3 separate regions of the Drosophila melanogaster genome follow, and all the other regions are linked to region 3. Evidence: chromatin contacts called from public Hi-C and targeted proximity ligation data. All regions are on one chromosome and are shown on one strand. The core of a region is the stretch at or near the end of the contact, and the rest is flanking DNA. Distances in the headings are between cores, read along the strand shown. Region 1 holds the start of Mes2 (Mesoderm-expressed 2). Region 2 holds the start of CG12768. Region 3 holds the start of RpL10 (Ribosomal protein L10).

Region 1 (4,417 bases), core at 599-3,098, 150 kb before region 3:
ACCCACCCTTCTTCAACTATTCATTGCTTAAGCTATGGCCAGGCCCCCTGGAAAAAAATTATAAATCTTTAAGTCAAGCAGCCAGCCATTGATGGAATCAGATCGTCCGATGAGTATATTTAGCCCTCTTTACATTTAACAACAAATTTGTGCTCTTATATCGTAAATTCTACACAAAATTATTTATCTTCCAGTAATTATACTCGTTACTCGTAGTATAAAAGAGTATATTAGATTCGTTAAAAAGTATTTAACAGATAGAAAGTATTCATATTATTGATCAGGATCAATAGCCTGTCCGTCCGTTGAACGTCGAAATCTCAGGAGCTATAAGAACTAGAAGGTCAAGATTATGCATACAGATTCTAGAAACATAGACACAGAGCCAGTTTGCTTCCACGCCCACAAGTCGGGCAAAACTGTCACGCCCACACTTTTGAAAACTGTTTTGATATTCTTTCATAGTTTTATTAGTCTTGCAAATGTGTATGGTTTTGCAAAAAAACTTTTAAAAAAGTTTTGATATTTTTTCATCTTTTTTAATTATAAATTTTTATCGATTATGCCACACCCACTATCGACCGTAAGCCGCAGAAACCTGTCACGGACACACATTTGAAAAATATGTTATATCTTTTTTTCACATTTTTATTAGTATTGTAAAATTCTATCGATTTGCTACAAAAACTTTATGCCACGCCCACTCTAACGACCACAAACCTCCCATTTCTTCTTGTCCAATATCTATCGATGGTCCTAAAAAATTATGAAATTTCGCGTTCTCACTTCCACTAGCTGAGTAAAAGGTATTTGATATTCGGGGAACTCGTGCGTTCTCTCTTCTTATTTATTTAAAACAAGAGAGAACAATAGTCGATTACTTTCGACTATCAGATACCCGTTACTCAGCGAATTTTGAGATTTTTTTTGTCATTTCGATGGAAATTTACATTTATATAACAAAATGAAATGAAAATCAAATCCCTTTTCACAACTGAGAGCAGGATACCTGGCCAATAAACGGTTTCATGGCGTCTGGATAGGCTTGCGAACGCACTAACTTGCATGCGAACGGACAGGCGGACAGATCAAGATTATATGTATGTGTGTACTCCAGTAAACTTATAATTATTATGTTAGTCTAAAACCTTAATGCGTTGGAGATTTACAATAAATGTATGTACATATGTACATAGTCATGAATTCTTTAAATTCCTCGAAATTGTTCCGATACGGGAATCGACCCCCCTATATTAATTGAAGCTGATATGGCCGAAGTGCAGCGTATTCTGCCAAGAAACGCTATCCAAGTATTTTGGTACGTATGTATGTATGTACATACATGTGTATATGGTACATTCATGTAGTACATACATACATATGTATGCAAGTACGTACGAACGCTCGACAATTCCTCTGCTAAAACCAAATGCGAACGCGTCAACGGATTTTTGTATTACACACATTTTCTGTTGTTTCGTTCTGCGCGTTCTCCCTGTTGTGTGTGTGTGTGTGTGCGACGCCGCTTTTCGCTTGCTTTTACTTTCTGTGGCTTGTGATTGCGATTAAACGGGGTTTCCATCCGGCGAGTCGCGCTCTAGGCAGCGCCCGGAGAGCGCTTTAGACCTATATGTCTGGATCAGATAACGGGAACGGTGGCAGCGAGCCACGGCCGGAGAGAGACAGAGAGCGCAAAGAGCTATAGCTGGCTCTCATGTCGATGTCGAATGCGCGTGATTTTTTGGCTCTGAATGCGGGCTTGCTGCCAACTGCGCTGCCGGCTCGGCGTCGACGACGGCTGAGCGCAGCCCGCTTGCCGCGGTGGTTGTTATTTTCTGGTCTTGGTTTTTAGTTGCCGTTTAAACTTGGTCGTGAGAGGGTAGCAGCCCCGTTATCAGCCGACCGCGATCGCGTCCGAACTAAAGAGTACTGTGGAGCCCTGGCCAGTTCAAGCCTTCAAATCCTCCAGAACATTCTGATGGCGCCCGTGAGCGGCTGTTTGCCCACCGCCACCCACTCGCTGCAGGACATGAGTGCTGCCGCCGCGGCAATCGCTCTTGACATGAAGCCCAAGTTGGAGCCCCACCCCCTGGCCGCCGCAACTGCCATGCCCTCTCAGAAGATAAAGAAATGTGCGTACACAGATTTATTCCCCACATTCATGCAAACATACGTACATACATATGTATATATGTACAATTTTTATGCAAAATGCAGTCGAAAGTCGATACGTCGAACAAGCAGTAGAATTTATTTTATCTCTTCATTGCCTATTCAAATAGTTCGGTTCACCCTATGTGCAATGTACATACATATACGTACATACGTATGTATGTACATTTGGGTTAAAAAAGTTCGACTTATAGAAGTTTTGAGGTGCCTGTACCGTGCTTTCTTAAAATATTCGACTGTCGAGACTCGAGGACTTATATTATTTGCATTCATTTTTGTGTCCCAACAGTGGTTCGGCGCAACGCCTCCGACAAGCTGAAGCTCATCCAAATGGTGCACGACAATCCAATTCTCTGGGACTCCCGTCTCCCGAATTTCAAGGGCGCCGAAGAAGAAAAGAACCGAGCCTGGGAGCACATAGGCCGCGAGTTCAACGCTCCCGGGCGTCGCGTTGCACGGGCCTTCAAGTCCTTGAGGGAATCCTACCGCCGTGAACTCGCCCACGTCAAGCTAATGGGCAATGGCTTCAAGCCCAAGTGGAGTCTCTATGAGGCCATGGATTTCCTGCGCGATGTCATCAGAGAACGAAAGTAAGTATAAGGAATAGTATTTTAGTGAACTGGTGACCAGGTGATTCTCTTAAATTTAAAACCGTCAAGGAAGTTTCATGCCAATATCGACTCCTGGGGTTGACCAGTAATATAGAGCCCGTTATGAATTTTGCATTCTCTGCTTGACCCATTATTGCCACACCACAAATCATGTCACTAAAAATGATCTTCATCCAAATGGCTTTACAAAAGCAAAAGCAATAATAGAACACGAGAGAAGAGCGCTTAAATTTAAAATTTGACAGAAATACGAGTCATTCTTATAATCGAATAGTAAAGTACATGAAATTCTATATCAACGAATAATTATTACAGAACGTATTGCACTTATTTCCAAGTTTTCTTTTAATCTTTCTAGGCAATATTTACCTTTCCCAAAATGATCTTAATTAACGTACTTATTCTTATCCTCTGCTTTTTGGAGATCGATACCAAAACAAATCTAAAAGTGGAACCGTTATTTCTCAAAAGTAATGCTCCCTTACGACTACAGTTCTTCAATAATATCGTCTTACACTCTGAACATTATTTGTGTCAGGAGTACATTTGGCTACTTATATTACAATGAGTTTGATAAGCCGTCACTAACCATACAACCATCGAACAACGGTCAAAGTTTGGCTTGAGTCGTGAATAACAGTTTTCGGTTTAGATTGGTCTTCTGTTTTGGTCATACACGGATTGATTCATGCGAAACAAATACATGCATCAGTTTGAAGACTAGCTAACTTATACACAATAATAATGTGACTCACCTTTCCAACGATCATTTACATTGGTCGAAGGTATTGTATGCTTTCCAGTCCTGTGTCTGAAAGAGGTTTTTCCGAATCTGCCCCCCTAAAAATATGTGTGCTTGTCAGTAGTCAGTCAAGCGAACAATGTTGTTTAGCTTGGCTCAATCAAAAATAATTATTGCAGGAAATTCCAAGAATCTTATCATTTTATGCGAGTAGCCACTTCAGCTTATGTACACTGAGAAGTGTATGAGTTTGTGAGTCATGGCTTAGATCTAATGTTGGACAAAATATGTCAATAAATTTATTTCAAAAATCATAGAATCACGGACTTCGTAAAGATCTGACAATTTAAATAAATTGAGAATTCGGAAATATGTTCAGATCGAATAGACAATACATACAATTGTCACATAAAAAACATGTGATAAGTTTAGCATAAAGTTATTCGAACCGTAACTACGAAATTCCACTTCCATTCGAGCCTTCGTACAAAACTCATCCCTTAGCCCAGTCGATTTGCATAAACGCCCAACAATTCGAGCAAATCTCAGCACCGTGTCTGAGAAAACATCTGCCCAGCGAAAAAGAATAGCAAAAACAAGGCAAGGGGGCATATGGACACTAAGGAGCGGTAATGTGGAAAAAACCAATCCGAACAAAGGAATGACCGGGCCAGAGACCCGCAAATGGTCTCAGTCGAGAGTCTGCCCCGTCCAATGTTCTGGCTCATATGGAGCCGTGCTCGAGCTGCGGGTGTGTGTGTGTGTGTGAGTGTGTGTACTTTATGTACATATTTATATGAAATAAGGCCATTTCCTTTCAATTGACTGTACCCACATGGGCAACAAGCAGTCGACGGCCCCGACACATGCCCGCGCACACTCACCCATGGTG
Region 2 (4,678 bases), core at 1,583-4,082, 180 kb before region 3:
GATACTCCTTATTATTCTCATCGGAAGTCATCGCCATCTTAGAAGCAATAAAAATAACGTTAAAAAAAGAATAGAGGGAAAAGATGCATATGCTCCCACTCCATGTTCACAATAGAAGCAATTAATAAGATAAACAATACACCATTCTATAACGATCAGCATTAAACATGTTCCTAAATTCAAAATTCTATGGATGTCCAGTCATATCGGCATCAAAGACAATGCAACAACCCTATTAACCGTCAGAAATTATAATGGCACCGATATAAATATTTATAAAAAAAAGGCCAACATGACAAAACCAATTAGATTAGGAATTCATCTCCCTGATACCTACCAATCTATAACCCCAAATTATCGAAAACATTACCGATGATACCAAACACTGTAAAAACTATTATGTACCCAGAAGAGAAGAGAAGAAAAGAGATATCACAAAAATCGTGAGGCTACGTAGGACACACCAGACTGACCCATGAGCATCGATTCTCCCAGCCAATCAACCGTCAATGCAATACGTACCGAAATCAATTTCCCACATCCTAGACGATTGCATCGCCCTCCAAACACATGGATCCAGAAAACCAGAATTCAAACCAAAATGCTGTGGCACAAAGATCAAACATAATACTACCAAAATTGCTTCACTTGGGTGAAAAGTGAATCCTCGAACATATCTGGGATATCGATAGATATTGGGGAATAAAAGGAGGACAATTTAAAAATTGTGACCGTTTTGGTCGATTTGTAGGTTTTAGGGCGTTAGAGTGGGCGTGGCAAAAGGTTTTTTAGCAAATCAATAGAAATTTTCAAGACTAATAAAATTATATAGGCATGGCTGTTTTGTACGTTAGGGTTTTAGAGTGGGCGTGGCAAAAATCGATACTCGAAAATATACTTTATATGGTTGGAAACGCTTCATTCTGCCTATTACATACTTTTCAACGAATCTAGTATACCCTTTTACTCTACGAGTAACGAGTATAATTATCTTAATATATCTTAATATCTCCTTTATAAAGGTGTTAATTTTGTGCACAAAAAGTGGGTAAATTTCCCATAGTGCAATGGAAACACCATTAAAGCGTCGTGTAAAAAAGTTGGTCAATTTTTTCTAATGGTTTGTACTGTTCCGGGATGGCACAACAACTTGGAATCACATTTATAAGTTTTTTTTGTGAATTGAAAAACTAAACTTAAATCGCAAATACATATATCAATAGAACAATATGAATGTTCTTACTACGTAAAATAATAGGCAATTTTCCCTGGCCCCTAACGGAACCGAAGTCGCCCTACTCAGCTGATTTTATCCCAATCTGACACGCCCGTGACATGCTGTTGCCTATCCGAAAATATTTGTGTACCACGGATTACATTGCAGTAATGGATTTAATTTAAGCTGTGGACCGCGTTCGACTCAACTGCAGATTCATCAGCGCCGAGAACGCATACTGATAAGTCGAATCAGAATCAGACAAAGCGGTATGCTGCGTTCTGCTGAAAAAGGAAAGGGAGAGCGAAAACACGGATGGCTGTGTTGGTGCGATTGATAAATACGAGTTCATTCTTAAAGCTTATTTTTTAGATGACCAAGCGGGAGACAACAACGAGTAAACAAGAGCAACAGCAACAGCGGGCAATAAAGTTGATTGCAGCAGTGGCAAATTGAATATTTGCCAGCGCGCGTGTGTGTGTGCGCAGCCTTTTTGTTTGTGCTTGTTCGCATTGTTAAATATCCGCACCAGCAGTGCAGCCAAATGGGATGATAGATGCCGAATGCCGAATGGCGCGCGAGCAGAGCGAGTGGCTACCATTGTTAATCCGCAGTTCGTCCTCTGTGCCCCTTGCCTCCTCCCTCGCTCATTCCTGTGCCACAGCTCAGCTTGCTACCAAAACTCGACCTCGACTTCATCCCTTGCTCTCTCGGAACTCTCATGCTCAAGCTGTTGCTTCAGCTACAGCTCAGCGTACAATTGTTGCTTTGCGGAGACTGCGCTCATTGCCGGGTGCTGCCAATCCTGGGTGCAATCCGTTCATTATTTATCCGGCTGGTGGTAAGCAAATAGCGCTCACAAGCCACTTAGTGCTATCACTCTTGGATTAATCACTGGGCACGGCTCGGCGATAACGTGTCACTGCCACAAACGGAACCGCAACGGCGATAAATATTTTTCACAGCGAAAATAACACTGCCTAACAAAGTTTGAAACACTGTGACTAGAACATTTCCAAACTTCAGCTATTTCTTCAGCTATCAGTTATATATTTTAGAATAGATAAACAGAATATATATAATGCCATTTATGTAATGATTTCGATGAATAGATAGATGGCTAATATTTTACCGGTACTCCACCAAGGTGTTTTAAAGAAGACGGCTTTAAAGGTTTCCTATAATATACATTTTTTTATTAAATTTCATTTTATTTATTTTAAAATGCGTCCCGTTTGAGTGGAGGATATGTCTAATATAGTCCTAAATAGATACCAAGTAAATATCTTTTCGTATCACTCCACACACACACAAAAAGTTGAGTTTATAATTACATTATTCACGCAGCCCTCTAGGCTCCCTCACTATGCCAATTTCTTTTGTTGTGTAGTGTAATAGCATAGGATTGGCAGCCTCCGATTGTTTACACCAGCGTAGGCGGCACTGCAACAACAACAATAGCATCCTCTGCTCTCATTCTCTCTCCCGTGCTTTGCGCTCTGGAGCGGAGCAGAAAAGAAAAGCGCCATTCGCTCACTTTCTCTCCGGCTCTCTTTGTGCTGCTGCGCCAATTTGCAAGAAAACTAAGTTGGTTTGCTGTGCAGTTGTGACAATCGTCGAGGAGAGCAGCGGCGCACTCTCTAAAAGGAAGCTGCCAAGCCAACGAACGGCCAAGCGAGAGGTGACAAGTGAAAAGTGGCAAGTGGATGTACCAAATAGTGACAGGTTCACTAGTAGTAATCGCAAGTTAGCTGCCCGTTTGGCTGCAGATTTTCGTCAAAGTTCGCTATTCGTGTTGTTTTTTGATGTTTTCGTCTCTCTCGGCTGTCCGCATAGGCAATGTGTGTATACATATACGCGATTTCACACTGACAACAGGGCCGGGCGCGTGTATGAGTGTGGTTATTTTGCCGTGTTGCCGAACATCTGTATCTGTATCTGAATCTGTGGCAGCCAATAGTTGTGGCAAGGCCCTCGAGCAACTCGCAACACAACACATAACAACAGCATCCCCAATAAGTGGCAGCAACTACGCCGCATGGCAAAGCACCAACGGCCGCATTTGTTGTTAATTGAAATAAATTGAAATAAATTCCCCGACTTTGCTGCTCATATTGTTAATAAAGAGAAGCCGGAGCGACGCAACAGCGAATCAGCAGCAGTAAACAAAACTGTGAGCAAAAGGTTTTAGTTCCATTCCAGGCGTCAGACGACTTTGAGTACAAGCGACAAACAACCAGAACATCTAAGGAATTCCGAGCGAACAATGTGAATAATGTTGGTATCACAAGCAATTGGTGGCAATAACCAAAAAGAGCACATGCGTTTATTTATAGACCCCAGTGTGTTCCCATTAGTGAGTGTGTGGCGTGCTGTGCACTGCAAATGAGTTCAAGCTGCAGCCAAAGAGAAGGAGGCGTCCTACCAATACCAATCCTTGTGTAGTCTTGTTCCCTCCACAATCAGATCGGTCGCAGACCAACAGTAGCAGCTGAAATTCCTCGATCGGCACACGAAATCGTATGTAAATACTTTCCTGCCGAGTCAGCCTCTCAGAATGCCAATGTTTACAGTATTCGATTATTGTTTAACTAACAGCCTCTTATGGGAAAGTGGAATACATACATTAATTGATGGGGGAGGTGGGGGTTGGGGTTTGTAGGGTCTGCTATAAGCAGATTTCCCGTATTTGATTTGTCCCCTCTGTTGTCTCAGTTTCAGTGGGACCCATACTCCCGAAAATCAATTGTATTTAACTGTGCGTATGCGATTTCGAAAACAAAAACACCCCTCCTGCTGGGGTCATTGCACCCAAGGTGCGTGGGTGCGTGTGTCAACACTTTTGAACCCCTAAGCACCCACCCGAGAAATACGCCGAAAAGTATGCAACGAACATGGCGACCATCAGCACAAGCAACTTTAACGATTTTCTCACCTCATTTCTATACTTACTTTGCAGCGCAGCATCCGGCGACACAGGACATGCGCAGTGGCCTTTTTGGTAGTTGCATTTCGGCCAACAGCGACTGAAAGAGCAGAGAGCGGAGGAGCATGGCCTTTTCCCGCCACAACATCGAGAAGCGCCGACTCATCGAGCTCGTGCGACTCAACCCAATCCTCTGGGACTGCCGCCTGCCACACTACAAGCGTTCGGACAAGCGAAAAGCCATCAAATGGAACGAGTTGGGGCGGCTCTTCAACGTTAATGGCGAGCGGGTGCAGCGCACGTTTACTTCGCTCCGCGAGATCTTCCGCCGCGAGCTGAACCACGAAAAGATGCTGGGCACCACGCGCTTCAAGTCCAAGTGGGAATACTACGATGCCATGGCCTTCCTCAAGGAGGTCATTCGGGAACGCAAGTAAGACGACGTTTGACCTGCCCTAAAATACTACCTTATGATATATGTAGATCCCGTTTAAGGGATTTTGGACATTCCAGTTATTTGTTCTAGTGTCTTTGGA
Region 3 (4,841 bases), core at 572-3,071:
TGGTAATTTTGTATATTGTTTCTGAGTTACGAAACTTTAAGTGACATTTTATTTCAATGTGTTATTAAGCATAAACATCACGCTGAGCTTTTTCCCATGCGGCAATCGGGCCATGCTCTGGGCGGTATTTCACATTGCAACCATCAGGCTCAAGGCGGTTGTCATCGCGAAGTTCTTCATAACGCTCACGTTCGTATTTGGTGAATCCCCACTTCTTTGAAACATAGATCTAAAAATATATTTAAGAAAAACATTGTTTTACAAAATCTGTTTTCTTAGTTTTTCGTAATTTCTGTAAACCATCTTAAGTTCGTGCGCACCGAAGCTTAAAAATTTAAACAAATGTACCTAATGGACCAAAATACGATTTTCCAAAACCGTCTTCAAAATTCTTTACCTGCACGAACCATAGTCGTAGTCTTACCAAATGACCGCTAACGGACTAAAGAATAAACATCCTTTAATGCTTTTTTTATACCTACTAGGAGAGTTTAGCGGAAACGGAAATAATTAAGTTAAGAAAAATAGTAGGAAGTATCGAGTGGTTATCAGCTTGCAACAAAGACCTAAGCGTATGCTCGACAAGCGCGGAAGATTCCACATTTCTCCTTTTTATCCCTAGCGAAATGCATTAAATTTTTGTCGAGGGTCTTGCGGGTTACACTAGCAATCATAAAATCTTTGCCTTAGTTAACGCCGATTTCGACGTGTTACCCAAAATCTTGTCACCAATTTGAACGAAAATAAGAAGTTTAAGATTCAACACTTTTTTCTTTTAAATGAGGTATATAGTTATAAATAATTTATAATACTATTTTAAAGTTCTTTAGATATTGATTTAGGTTCGCTAGTAATATTATTTTTAGCTCATTCCCAACAAATTAACTGTGGCGATATTAGAATAGCCTCGCCCATGACATGAAATAAAAGCGATTACTAATTTTCCATGTGGTTTGTTCAGACTTCGATGTTTGAAAAAATGGGTTAATATACTATTGGGTTAAATACTATTGTAAGTGACTCGCTATACTTGCCTTTTGACGTCCAGGGAACTTAAACTTAGCACGCCGCAAAGCTTCAATAACTTGAGCCTTGTAACGATCGCTAGAGCGGACAGACATAATGGGTTGACCAATACGAACTCGAGCAACCGTGCCCTGCGGTTTTCCAAACGCTCCTCGCATTCCAGTTTGAAGCCTAGTGCAAAAGAGGTCATAAGAATACAGTAGTTAACACAGATATGAAATATTATTTACCTATCAGCTCCAGCGCACGACAACATTTTGTTGATGCGAATGACGTGGAATGGATGCAGGCGCATTCTGATGTGGAACTGGTCCTTACCGCAGTACTTCACCAAGTACTTGTTGCAACAAATGCGTCCAGCTTCCAAAGCTTCACTACTCAGCTGTTCGTATTCATCAGAAACCAAATGAACACACAGGGGAAAATCCTCAACTGTAGCTTTTTTTCTTCCCAAATCAAATATACGAATTTTTGGATCAGGGACACCACGGCAAAACCGAGATTTAGGGTACGGCTTATTTTTGCAATAGCGGTAGCTGGAGGATGAAATAAGAGTTTTACTAAACGGACAGTTCATACAAAATTACTGATTTGCTTACCATCTAGCTGGTCGTCGGCCCATTTCGACTCCTGAAAAATAAAACAAATAAATAAAATATATGCTAACATCACAGCACAAAACAGAAACTTGGTAAGATAATATAAACTTCTATAAACATGAAACATATTAGATTTCCAAAGATCATTTACCGCTCACTAACCTCTTCCAACGAAGCACACGAGAAAAGGAAGACACGAACACCGGAAGCACAAAAGGTTTCGTCGCAAACCGATAATCATGTACTTGAGATAAGTGTTTTCCTTTGTTTTGAAACAATTTGAAATCAAAACTGAATTGCTTTATATGTTGTTCTCACTAAAATCTACATACTGTAAAATATGTATGTGTTCGTGTTCTTCGATACATTTTTATTGGAATAAAAAATATTTTTGGCGATTAAACGTCAAAGCTAAAAAACTACAACTAAATAAGTAAATTAGAATCTTACCTCAACCATAAGCACACCTTATGTTTTTCAACCCAGATTTGTGCTTATCATAACTAAGTCATTGGTATTCGGGCAGATAAATATAACAGTAACATTTACAAAAATTCACATTATATATATTACACTTCATGGTTTTGTATTTTAGCCATTTTCAGCAGTCATTTCGAACGGACCGCTAAGAGTTGTTACTATCCTAGAATAAAGTTACAAAGATTTATATGTTATAAGCAGCAGAAACATTGAGCTTACAATTGTATTGCTTCATTTATTATAGACCCAAACTCAGATAATCCGAATCAGACTAGGTGGCCAATCTCGTTTTGGATATCCAAAGTAGGAATGAGAGTATTTTCTGAGGCACACCAGATATTTTACGTAGTAACATAATCGGCAAAAGGCTGGAATGGTCTAGTCTTTTAACTGAACATTTCGAAGGCAGCTTACAGAATTGGATATCAAAGATTTTTTATTAATTTTTCTGTAATTTACAGACAGACAGAAAACAGACAGTAATAGTAGTCTCTTCCAATTGGCCTATCGACTAATTCACTTTGTGAATTTGAAATCAGGTCTATTGTTCTTATAAAAACCAAATGGCGCTGGATGTCAGATTGCATTTCAAATGTTTAAATAATGCTCTGCTTTCATTGTGATCAATATGAATGCCAAATCTCGAACTCCTCGACTAGATGCATACCCAAATCATAACCGACATTTTGCTAAACTTGACGGTTGCGGTTCTCCAGCGCAGTTAGCGCCTTACGCCACATTCTGTTGGGTCCATCGTCGTATAACACATCATCTTGGTTTCGTCGCAGAAAATTACGTTATTCCAGTAATCTTCTGGCTGATGTTGCATTTCGATAGCGAAAGTAAGCCGCTTTTCGATGTTAATTGTCGGCAGCATCGGTTTTTTTCTTGCTACCCGTGAGTGGTACTTATGACGGAGTATGGCTTGGCGCACTGTTTCGTGTCACACATCCAGATCGCAGCCCTCCTTAAGCTAATTAGCAACAGTTCTTAAAGATATTTGCGGATTTTCATAAATTTTTCGCATAGTAACTCGGTTTGAACGGTTGGAAATTTTATTTTTACGTCCTGTTCCACATTTTGATTCCAATCTGCCCTCGTTTTTGTGCGATTAATTACGTTATAAATTGTTCCCCGCGATGCAGAAAACATTTCTGACAATTCCGTGACAGATTTTCCCAAATGGTGATTATAAACTCAATCTTCTGCCAGGCATTTCTAAATTTCTCAAAACTAACTGGAGCAAAGATCACTTCACTTTCTCAACCAAATGCAACGAGTATAAAGAAATATGTAAATGACGATTCTGTACCGTTTAGTTATCGAAATTTCTCGGAATAGGAGCAAAATTGAAAACAAAAGAATTCCTTGACAGTGTCAAATCTATGCAAACTTGGTTTCAGTTGTTTTTCTTGTTCATTGTCAATAGTTTTGTTATTTTTTTTTCACATATTGATAAAAAACATATAAATAAATAGTTATCAATAAAAATAAATTCATGCCTTTTAATAAAAGGCCTTTATATTTTTGCATTGAAAGTCAAATATACAATTTATTTTCATTGTGCAAACAATTTCTTGACAAACTGTATGTACATTTTCTTTCACTGAAGTAATATTTTTGATCGCCATAGTAAAAAGGACACGAAGAATTTAAACTAACCGTACTCACAATAAGAAAATGACGAAAACAATAGAAGCAGACAGAGAAGGGCGAAAAGGTGTGGTTTATTTATTACGTTTCTGTCCAGTTGCATTTCCAATTCTTAATCGTCAAGATCGTAATTTTTTGTTGTTGTTATGCAGAAAAAGAAGCACTTAGTAATACTTATTTCCTTTGATACCTTCCGTACTTCCGACTGGGATTTTCAAGCTTACCGTTATCTGAACAGAAGAACAACGGAAAAACTATCTTGGTATAATCTGCAAAGTAAAACAAAATGCAGAACAAAATAAGTTTAAAATTACTGCAGATCAGTCAAAGTTCAGCAACGATGGCACGTGGTAAGCATATTTGCACCGAAATCAGAGTATTGATATATATAATATAATATAATATAATATAATAATTCTATAATATATATAGAATATATATACAGTTTGTCAAAAAACTGTTTACACACTGTGAACTCTTTACACAAAACACATTTAGTGTTTTGTTTAATTTATTTAGTTTAATCCTAAATTTTTAAATTATTTTATTAAAATTTTAAAAGTTTTGGTATGTAGTATGTTCCCCATTGGCTTTAGCTACAAGTTGAAGCCTTTTTTTCATGGATTGGACAAGTTTTTGCAGGTCATATTCAAACGGGATCTTTTCACAATCTTCGACTATTACAGTCATACGCTGTTGTTGTGTTTTAGGTCCCTTTTTGCCACCTTCTTCGTTAAGTAGGTCCACAAATTTTCAATGGGGTTCAGATCAGGACTCTGAGGGGGCGTATCGATCACTTTACCACAGTTATAAGGGCGCCAGGTGCGTACATTGCACTCTTTATGTTTCTGATCATGTCCTCTTAAAATATAAAATTTGGCTTGTTGTTGCTAACTAGACCAAATTTTTCTGCACTGGCCTTCAAATTTGTTTTTTAAAATTCCTAGATATTGCACGGCATTTATTGTGCTCTCAATTAAGGCTAGTTTTCCCACTCCACGGCTGGTGATACAGCCCCAAACCATTAGTGACATTTTTCCAAATTTTATCGTTAGAATGGTATTTTGTTTTTCTAGCGCACTC

Evidence for each region. A called contact is a pair of places that touch in the nucleus more often than the background predicts.
Region 1: a contact with region 3 is called in a targeted proximity ligation map of the S2 cell line, with 5 times the contacts expected there. A contact is called at or near these places in 3 of 107 Hi-C or Micro-C datasets (the Kc167 cell line, the S2 cell line and ovary) and 2 of 7 datasets of targeted methods (the Kc167 cell line and the S2 cell line).
Region 2: a Hi-C map of the S2 cell line shows a contact between it and region 3, with 2.9 times the contacts expected there. A contact is called at or near these places in 5 of 107 Hi-C or Micro-C datasets (the Kc167 cell line and the S2 cell line) and 1 of 7 datasets of targeted methods (the Kc167 cell line).

The regions. Positions count from the first base shown.
Region 1 is chr3L:22,943,809-22,948,225 of dm6, forward strand. It overlaps Mes2 (Mesoderm-expressed 2), which reads left to right and starts at 1,849. Exons shown (of 3, transcript NM_168979.4): 1 at 1,849-2,132; 2 at 2,462-2,762. The coding sequence starts at 1,979. mir-9388 (mir-9388 stem loop) reads left to right here and starts at 1,308; the gene lies at 1,308-1,399.
Region 2 is chr3L:22,907,659-22,912,336 of dm6, forward strand. It overlaps CG12768, which reads left to right and starts at 2,833. Exons shown (of 4, transcript NM_141174.3): 1 at 2,833-2,914; 2 at 4,176-4,575. The coding sequence starts at 4,268. It overlaps lncRNA:CR45661 (long non-coding RNA:CR45661), which reads left to right and starts at 1,660. Exons shown (of 1, transcript NR_125052.1): 1 at 1,660-2,029.
Region 3 is chr3L:23,093,650-23,098,490 of dm6, forward strand. RpL10 (Ribosomal protein L10) reads right to left here and starts at 1,822. Exons shown (of 5, transcript NM_001275304.1): 1 at 1,788-1,822; 2 at 1,626-1,656; 3 at 1,257-1,562; 4 at 1,035-1,197; 5 at 1-229. The coding sequence starts at 1,648. The coding sequence ends at 65. CkIIalpha (casein kinase IIalpha) reads left to right here and starts at 3,423. Exons shown (of 4, transcript NM_001300224.1): 1 at 3,423-3,825; 2 at 3,911-4,108.